Linked DNA regions of Mus musculus: regions 1 and 2 are each linked to region 3. Evidence: chromatin contacts called from public Hi-C data. All regions are on one chromosome and are shown on one strand. The core of a region is the stretch at or near the end of the contact, and the rest is flanking DNA. Distances in the headings are between cores, read along the strand shown.

Region 1 (2,820 bases), core at 77-2,576, 290 kb before region 3:
TTATTTTACAATAGTTAATTCATCCTGGCCCAGCCAAGGTCCCAGAACACTAGGTGTTTATGCTCACAAGGTTCCATGCAGCCAAAGATGGCTGCAGGGATGGAGGCGGGGCTGGGGTGAGGGAGAGAGAAAACTAACAATGGTTGTACAAGGGATACCCTTGCTGTGAAATGGATGCTTTGGGTCAAGCTGTGGCTGGATCTTCACCTTAAATTATTACTCTTTAGCTTGGCTCCTCACCACTCCCCCTATAATAGTTTCTGCTGGAAGCACTTCCTTAATAAATAGCTTGCACACATATCCATGACAACCCAACAGTTCCCTAGGAAAAATAAATAAATGATAAATAGGTAAACTTTGTGGACATAGTTTAGTAGAAAACAATTTTTTACACCCCTCCTTCCAAGGATCTACCCCAACACGGGATAACCACAACCAGCGAGTCAGTCTTTGGTTACCATTTTCTCTCTTTACTAAGAATTTCGAGTTTCTCATTGTGCCAGGAGTACTTTACAGACAGGGACATCTGCAAATTATCAGGGATGCATCCCAGTGTAAACCGTTTGTCCAAAGGTATTTTGGCCATCTCTGATTTCAAGTTCTCAATCCTCTTGTCAGACCTTGTTCCAGACAGCATGTCCCAGTTGGTGTGGGTATGCGTGCTTGGACAGCAGAGAGAATGGGGGTCTAGCCAAGAGGCAGCCTAGGGGGAAATTTGAGCAATCTAAAAAAACTGGACCTCATGAGTATCCTGTCCCATCCACCCAGCTGTTTGACCTTGGCTACACTTTATGTTAAATGAATTAACTAACCTCTATATCATAAGATTTTTATTTAAAAGAATTAGATGACATACAGAAAGTGCTTTGCACATCTCCTGGTTGAACGCAAGACATGGATCCGGCTAGAGAGGAAAGAACAGTGGGTTAGGAAGCCTTCCAGGGACTTTAGGGACTTTTAAATCAGATCAAGTGAGGACAGACGAGGAGGGAGGGGAGAGGAAACAAAACAGAGGTGTTTCCTCCCCAGAAAGGGCCACATTGCTCCTGGGTCAAGGAAAGTGGACCTCATGAGGGCCAGGAAGGGGCGACTCTCTCCAAAGGAAGAAGCTCTGAGACACTGGGCCACCACGTGGCCGTCAACCCTACCCCCACCTCCACCCCCCACCTCAGTCACCACCAGGCAGAAGTAGGTGAAGGGTGGAAGCCCAGAGACCGCGCCGCGGAGGCGGACGCCCGCTGCAGGTCTCCTAGCAACGCCCGCCCCGCCCCGCCGGGCTTGGAGCGCCGGCGCCCGAGAGCGGGGACCGGCAGGCCATGGTTGCCATGGCAGCGCAGCCGCCGCGCCTGATGCTGGCGGCTTCTGCGAGAAGCTCGGGCCCTGAGCCCCGTGTGGGCGGCCCGGCGGCAGCCCCAGCTCGCCCAGAATGGCCCAGCCACCGAGTCGCCCCTCCGGCGTAGCCGGATCCCGTGCTCCGGTCCACGTCTACGGGGGCGGGTCACGGCTTGGAGACTTTCAGTTCCTGGGGACCGAGTTGATCTTCCCGGCAATGTCTAAACTCGGCAGAAACGTGCGTGCGCGCTCCCTCACGCGCACACACCAGCGGCCTTGAGGCTGTGCTTCTTTTACGCAAATGTTTTCTCCTGAAAGACTTTTTTTTTTTTAAGTCTAAGAAAGAGTATATGCAGAAAACGGTGAGGCTTCCAAATTCTGTCTTCGAAAACAACGTTGAAATAAATGATCCATTTCTTAAGGGCCATTTTAAAATCGAAAATGTCCGTATACTGGATTCTGAATCCGGACTGGCAATCTGCAGTGGGCTTCACCCGGAGAATCCGGTTAGAGGTTTTAAAATTTAAACCGTTTACACCACCCCACTCCGCCCCTTGCTAGGGCAATAGTCTCGCTAGGGCAGGAGAAGCCACTCGCATATACAAAGCTCATTCTCTGGCTTGAGAGTATTTTTAACTGAGGCGGAGTCAGTCACGTGTTTGTGATTTTAATCAAATTGACAAGGGCTCTGAACAGGAAAAGCTTGCCATCTAAATTCGAACACAACGTTAGGGACATAGTGAAGCAGCCTCTTTGGTCTTGTTTGAATCAGAGCTTTTCACATCTTAATGTTCTGCATATATTTTCCTCGATCCACTGCAACTGGAAAATTTAAATGAAAGCCTATTTCTTAGATTCATTTTTATGGTAAATGTCTCTGGGCTGAGATTATGCATATTCTCGATCAACAAGAAACCCGAGCAGCAATCACCGGGAATTGAGCACCTTGCTGATTGAGCAACACTTGAACCTGGAGGCATGAACAGCCCTAATCTCAAAGTGAAAATCCTTCACGGTATATTTCAAAAGAATATTTACAGCTAACCTTTTCCACTCCGAAGGATCATTCACTTGCAACTTTCTTACCCATCGCTTTGTCAGAGTAATCGCTTTTAAAAACTACTTTTTACCGATTTTTTTAGTTTGTAGCTGGTGAGATGATCATATAAAAAGTATTTATGGGGACGCAGATGAAATGACTCAGCAGGTAAAGGTATTTGCCGTGCGAGCCAGACAAGTCAGTAGGACCCCTGGAAGCCATATAAAGATGGAAGGAGAGGACGCAGGCCCAGGTGCATCTGTACCCACACACAGTGATGGCTGATGTCGGTGACTGAGTTTTTAAAGTATAGCCAGATATGGTGGAACATGCCTGTAACTGTAACACTGTGGGGAGGCAGAAGCAGGAAGTCCACTGCAGGTTGGAGGTCAGCCTGGTCTACACAGCTAGACAACGTCTAAAACAACAACAATAACAAAAAAGAGCAC
Region 2 (2,700 bases), core at 1-2,500, 440 kb after region 3:
CCAGGGTAAAGGCTTGACTGACTTCTCTGCCATGACCCTGCTAACAGATCGCATAGAGAACTGGTGAGATTTGCTTTCCTCTCTTTAGTATTCATGAATGGTTCACTTTCCAGCCACCGCTGTGCCTCCGTCATCTCTTTTGGTCTTAAGTTGTCATCTGAGGATGGCTTAATTAAGAATGTTTTTGCTTCAAACTCTACCCTTGGGTCATTAAAAATTGCAATGGAAAATATGATAATGGGAAAATAAATTATTTAAATCTAGTATTAATCTGAAGTTCTTAAATATGTACCATGGGATCTGTAAAACATTGTGTTGAAAAAAAAACTGTACAGAGAGAAATTCTTATTCTTCTACACCCTACCTCATAAAAATTATATGTAGCTAGTGATTAATATTTCACGATGTACGGCAACAAATATTTAATTTTTTCTAAGCATACATAGATGTTACATAGTCAACATCTCTTCCAGGAGTAGTCTACCTGATCACAATTATTTAGGCCATCTGATTTCACAATTACTTTAAAACATGCCCTTCTTCATTTTAATCAAGAGATAATTGCTGCTATCCAAAACAGCAGCTGAAAGATCTGCCAGCGGGGTGGGGGTGGGTGGTGGTGGGGTGCGTGGGGGGGGGGGGTGGGTTCGGAGTTTTGGTGGGGACAGTGATGCACATTTGTAATCTCAGCATTCAGGAGACAAAAACAGGAGGATTATGAGTTTGAGGCCTGTTGAACAACAGTAGTAACAAATCCAGGACTATTTATTAGGACAGTGTATCTAATGTGTCAAAAGCACATTTGCGAGGTTAGGTTTTCTTCTTGCCAAATTTCTGGACCAGAGAGCACCATGATAAGCAAACACACACGTATATGTAAGGTATGGAGGAGGCGATTAAAGAATAAAGTGAACATTCTATTCTGGTGTTATTCATTGGCATATGAAATAGCTGAGGTCTAAGGGCAAGCGGGATTCCCCAGAGATTCCTGAGCAAGCAAACCCAGCAACAGGAATCCAAATCTGGGTGGGGTAATCCAGGTCTCGCGAGGGTGGGAACGGGTGCTTAGATCTTGGTAGGGAGGACTGCGTGGGGGGGGGGGGCGGGGGGGCGGGGGGCGTTAACCACAGCCTGGTGGTGGTGAGCAGGGAGCTCTCTGATTCCGCTCTACTCCGGGAGGGGCGGGGCCACCTGAGAGGTGGGGCTAGCGCAGGGGAGGGGCGGGGCCGCGCGGCTCCGCCCTCCCGCCACTCAGCTGGGCTCGGGAGCGCGCGGCGCGGCTCCGCCGGGGCTGTGGAGGCGAGGTAGCGGCTAGACCGGAGCGCCGCAGGTGACCCGGGCGGGGAGTCCGGTGCGCGGGGCGGGCGGAGAAGAAGCGGGCTGGAGGCGCGTCCCCGTCCCCCCTCTTCGCTTGGTTGTCTTCCAGCCTAAGGCACTGGGCTGAGGGGACACGGCGAGCTCCCAGACGCGCGAGGCTCCCGGACAGCCGGCGGCGCTCGCGGCCCTCAGCATGTTCGGTGAGGCGAGGCTTTTCCTCCCGCCCGTGGGCTGAAGCGGCGGCGGCGGCTGCGGCGGCCACGCAAGCGAGATGCACCTGCCGGGCTCGGCTTAGAGGAGCGTCCGGGCCGCCAGCGGGAGAGCTTTCGTCACCCAGCCCCGGCGGCGACCGCGGGCCCGAGCCGCAGCGACGGGTGGGCGCACCGACATGGCGGCTCGGAGCGCCCCGAGCTGCCACCTGCGGCTCGAGTGGGTGTACGGCTACCGGGGCCACCAGTGCCGCAACAACCTCTACTACACGGCGGCCAAGGAGATCGTGTACTTCGTGGCGGGGGTCGGCGTGGTGTATAGTCCGCGGGAGCATCGGCAGAAGTTCTTCCGCGGCCACAGCGACGACATCATCAGGTACGGGCTCGGGGAGGCGGAGGGGTGGGGTGGGAGGGGGACCGCTGTCACCCCTGCCGAGCGCCCTCGGAGTTTGCAGCTGCCTGTCCTTCTGGAAGTCGTGGCCGTTCACGCAAAGGGGCATCACCCAGGACAGCGATGTGCATCTATCTGGTTCGGAGCCCACCCACTTACCACTCCGCTTTCCGCAGCGCCCTTTTCTAGGGGAGCGAGCCTACGGATGCTCCGCAGGCCTTCGCTTGACTGGATTTGTGACCTTTTCCGTTCCATCAACATCAGGAGTTTAGACTCCGTGATTGGTTTCTTGTTAAAAAGGAAATCTTATTTCGCTAGGGAAAGGAAACACTTGACAGAAGACTAACCCAAGCTCTGCGGTACTCAACTCTTGGCCGTAGTTATTAGTTCAGATTTCACTATCTGCAATTATCAGCAGATAGCAAAGAAACTCATGTGTTACTCGGAAGGCAATTCACTAGAGGTTAAAATTCGCACGCTGGAAGGCACTTGGAGGGTATGTCTTTTATGAGAAATAACCTTTACCACACCGATTTCCGATTCTGTTTATCTTCATCAGAGTAACCTTAAGTTTACTTTCTTATTAGTAATTTCAATCACAGGGTGACAGTATCTTGCTCTCTATTGATCTGAATCTTAACGTTGGCCGAGATGTTTGGTAAGCTGTACATATAAAGGGTAATTTTCCACATTTCAGTCGAACTCTAATGTTAAAGTTGGGAGCGTTTGAATTGATTATTGCCTCAAGCACATTTCTGTCTTCCAACAAAGCGAATGTATTAC
Region 3 (2,775 bases), core at 227-2,726:
TTCTCAATGTTGGAAGACACCACCAGGCTTTGTAGAGGAGAGTGAGGGAAATTACAAAGGAAGCATGGGTGGGGTGGGACTAGGTCATTTAGCTTCTTTTCGTTCCAAATCCGTAAATATTTACTGTTGACCTTCTCAAATGGTTTGGGTACACTGACCCAGTTGAAAGCAGGGCAGGCGAGAGCAGCTGTTCCCCACCCCCACCCACTGTTAAAGCTGATCTCAGACCAATTGCCTCCAGCCAGCCCAAAAGTGGCCTTCAGGGAAAGCTGCCCCCTTCCCCCCAGGGAACAGTTTTAGCCAATTTACACTTTTAAAGTGTGACCTCTTCTAAAGATTCCTAGAGACAAGAGCAGATTGCTGTGAACTGAAGGACACCCCCCCCCCATAAAAATAAAAAATACTTTGAATTCTGGCTTAGGTTTGCTATTGTTGCCAGGTCTTTTGTTTCTGAGGGGAAGGTAATTATAAATTCCATTCCAAGCATAAATGTTCTTTTGTGAGCAAGGGGGACGGGATACCAAAAACAATGAGTGGATTACGTTTCCATTTTTGTAAGATCGTGCCAAGATAATGTGGTTTAAAACAGCTGGGGTTTTTAGAGCAGAGATGGAGCTTCGAAAGGTCTTCTCAGCGCCCATGAACGTCAGCCAAGTTAGAGACTTCTGGACGAGTCTGAATATTCCTCCAGATTCATACTGAGAAATAAGGGATTTTGGGTTGGGGGTAGTTCAGATTTGACAGTCATGTTATTGCATCAACATAATCTGGTAGCTACATGTTCATCTGACCTCATCTACTCGGGGCAAAGAGGAGCAGAGAGCATTTAATGGTGTCCTGTTGTCAGCCTGAGAAATCATTAGCAAATGAACAGGAAACTTTGGAGAATAACTACAATATAGCCCTGTATTTGCCTACCACAAAATTCTCTGTACTGTATTAATATGTTTTCATTTTAATTTTTCTTTGCAGAGTATTGGGAAAGGGTCATTGTGGTGCATCGACCCAGAGTATAGACAAAATCTAATTCAGGCTCTGAAAAAGACACCTTACCACCCACCTCCTACTCCTCAGGCTTATCAAAGGTAAGTGACTCGCACTATCGGGGGTTTTTGTTTTCTTAAAGTCTCCTGGAATTTTGTTATTTTAGCAGAGACAGTCTCTAAAACTAATTTAGTAGGCCGTATGAATGTTTTAAAAATAACTACAGACTAATGGGAAAAAGAATTAAGTCTGATGAGGAGGCACATCCATTGGCTATGCATTTCCTGGGAAGCTTACCGCTTCTGTAGCTCCGACTGAGCGGGTGTGGCTCCGGAAGGGCTCCTGGTAGGTAAATAGCGTCTTCCTGGGTAGAATCGGTTACAGAGGAAAGTGGACAGCTTTTCTATCTCTGCGGGTCACGCTTTGTTGGAATAAGAGCGGTGAGGCACACAGGTGATTCCACCTTCCCATGGCCTGCCTCTAGAGATGTGGAAAGAAGGCAGGCTCGGTTGTTGTCATCCGGTTTCCATGTCGACAGGCTCCTGAGTGATGGGTTTGTTGTGGTTACTAAGTGTTTGTCTTGAGAACCATGGCCACTTTCCCTCCTCACGTGTCTGGCTGTCATGAGACTGAGGTCATGAGTGCATTTTTACAAATATACAATGGGAGGGGTGTTAGGTAGATTGTCACAGTTTAAAAAGCATGTCAGTGCTAAGTTAGAAGAAAGGGCCTTACAGAACAAAGAGCCGGATTTCAACCTGTGGATGGAGTCTTAGCTCTTCACGGTGCTTGTCATCAGGCCCACTAAGAAAGTTTGAAAATTACTTTATTTAAGTGTACAGCTGTTTCACTTTCATTTATGTCTGTGTAGCATTTGAATGCTTGGTGACTGTGGAGGCCAGAAGAGGGCATTGCATCCCCTGGAACTGGAATTACAGGCGATTTGAGCCACTGTGTCAGTGCTAGGAATTGAACCTGGATCCTCTGGAGGAGCAGCCGGTGCTCTTAGATCACTAAACCATCTTTCCAGTCCCCTACCAAGAAGTTCTAGAAGGCATGTAGCAGCATTTCCTTTGTTAACTGGTTAAGAGAAACTGCCAGTGGAGTAGACATTTATGTTAATTGGGAATGGCCCGGTGTCAGAAGGCTGGGGAATTTTACAGTCCACTTGCAGATTTTTCTGTTCTGATGTTTATTCTGCAGGAGGGCACACAGAGTGAGCCTTCCAACGTGGCATTAATGAAGTTCTTGTGCGTTCCATCACAGACCCTAGACAATCAGTCTCCGGCAAGAGACGGGAGAAGCAGCTGGGCTCTATGAGAAGACTGCTGTATGTCTGCCTTTGCTAGGCGATTAGCGTGATGGTAGCCATAGTAACTGGAGTGTCTCCATAGTAACGCGTAGCTGAGACAGGTGCACTTGCATCACAAGGCTGTTTGTTGCCTGGCAAAAGGACAGGCCATTAGTACTTAGACATAAGCTGTTGCCTTAGAAACAAATAACCCTACATAGCAACTACAGTTGGTTCGCAAGGGTATTTTTGGGGGGCTGGGGGAAGGAAGGTTGTAGCTGCTTTTGTCTGTGTTCATAAAAATCAGTGGAAGCATACTTTATTTGAAATGACAACTCGAGGTCATATAGCTGTAGGAGGAAGAGATGGGATTTTCCAGAGCAGCCTAGCCTACATTGTAGGAATGTCCAGAAGGGGAGAGCCATATGCCTGCCTCTCTTCTTGTGATGGTAGCCATTCCTGAAATAGAAGCTGGGATTGGGGTTAGAGAGTTGCTTTTT

What was found. Hi-C and Micro-C count contacts between places; a contact is called where the count stands out from the background.
Region 1: a contact with region 3 is called in a Hi-C map of uterus, with 2.9 times the contacts expected there. The contact joins the promoter of 1700064M15Rik here to the promoter of 3300002A11Rik in region 3. A contact is called at or near these places in 3 of 39 promoter capture datasets (hippocampal neurons, liver and maxillary cranial neural crest), 6 of 484 Hi-C or Micro-C datasets (embryonic fibroblasts, embryonic stem cells, muscle stem cells and 3 more), 5 of 115 datasets of contacts at active chromatin or transcription factors (embryonic basal ganglia, embryonic forebrain, epiblast stem cells and 2 more) and 1 of 9 other capture datasets (pancreatic islet).
Region 2: a Hi-C map of cerebellum shows a contact between it and region 3, with 1.8 times the contacts expected there. The contact joins the promoter of Eml5 here to the promoter of 3300002A11Rik in region 3. A contact is called at or near these places in 1 of 39 promoter capture datasets (liver) and 1 of 484 Hi-C or Micro-C datasets (cerebellum).

The regions. Positions count from the first base shown.
Region 1 is chr12:99,626,480-99,629,299 of GRCm38.p6, reverse strand. 1700064M15Rik (RIKEN cDNA 1700064M15 gene) reads left to right here and starts at 1,326. Exons shown (of 2, transcript NR_045288.2): 1 at 1,326-1,694.
Region 2 is chr12:98,900,034-98,902,733 of GRCm38.p6, reverse strand. Eml5 (echinoderm microtubule associated protein like 5) reads left to right here and starts at 1,250. Exons shown (of 44, transcript NM_001081191.1): 1 at 1,250-1,902. The coding sequence starts at 1,706.
Region 3 is chr12:99,339,732-99,342,506 of GRCm38.p6, reverse strand. It overlaps 3300002A11Rik (RIKEN cDNA 3300002A11 gene), which reads right to left and starts at 1,476. Exons shown (of 3, transcript NR_166805.1): 1 at 1,282-1,476. It overlaps Foxn3 (forkhead box N3), which reads left to right. Exons shown (of 6, transcript NM_183186.2): 3 at 973-1,085. RefSeq lists an enhancer at 1,236-2,775.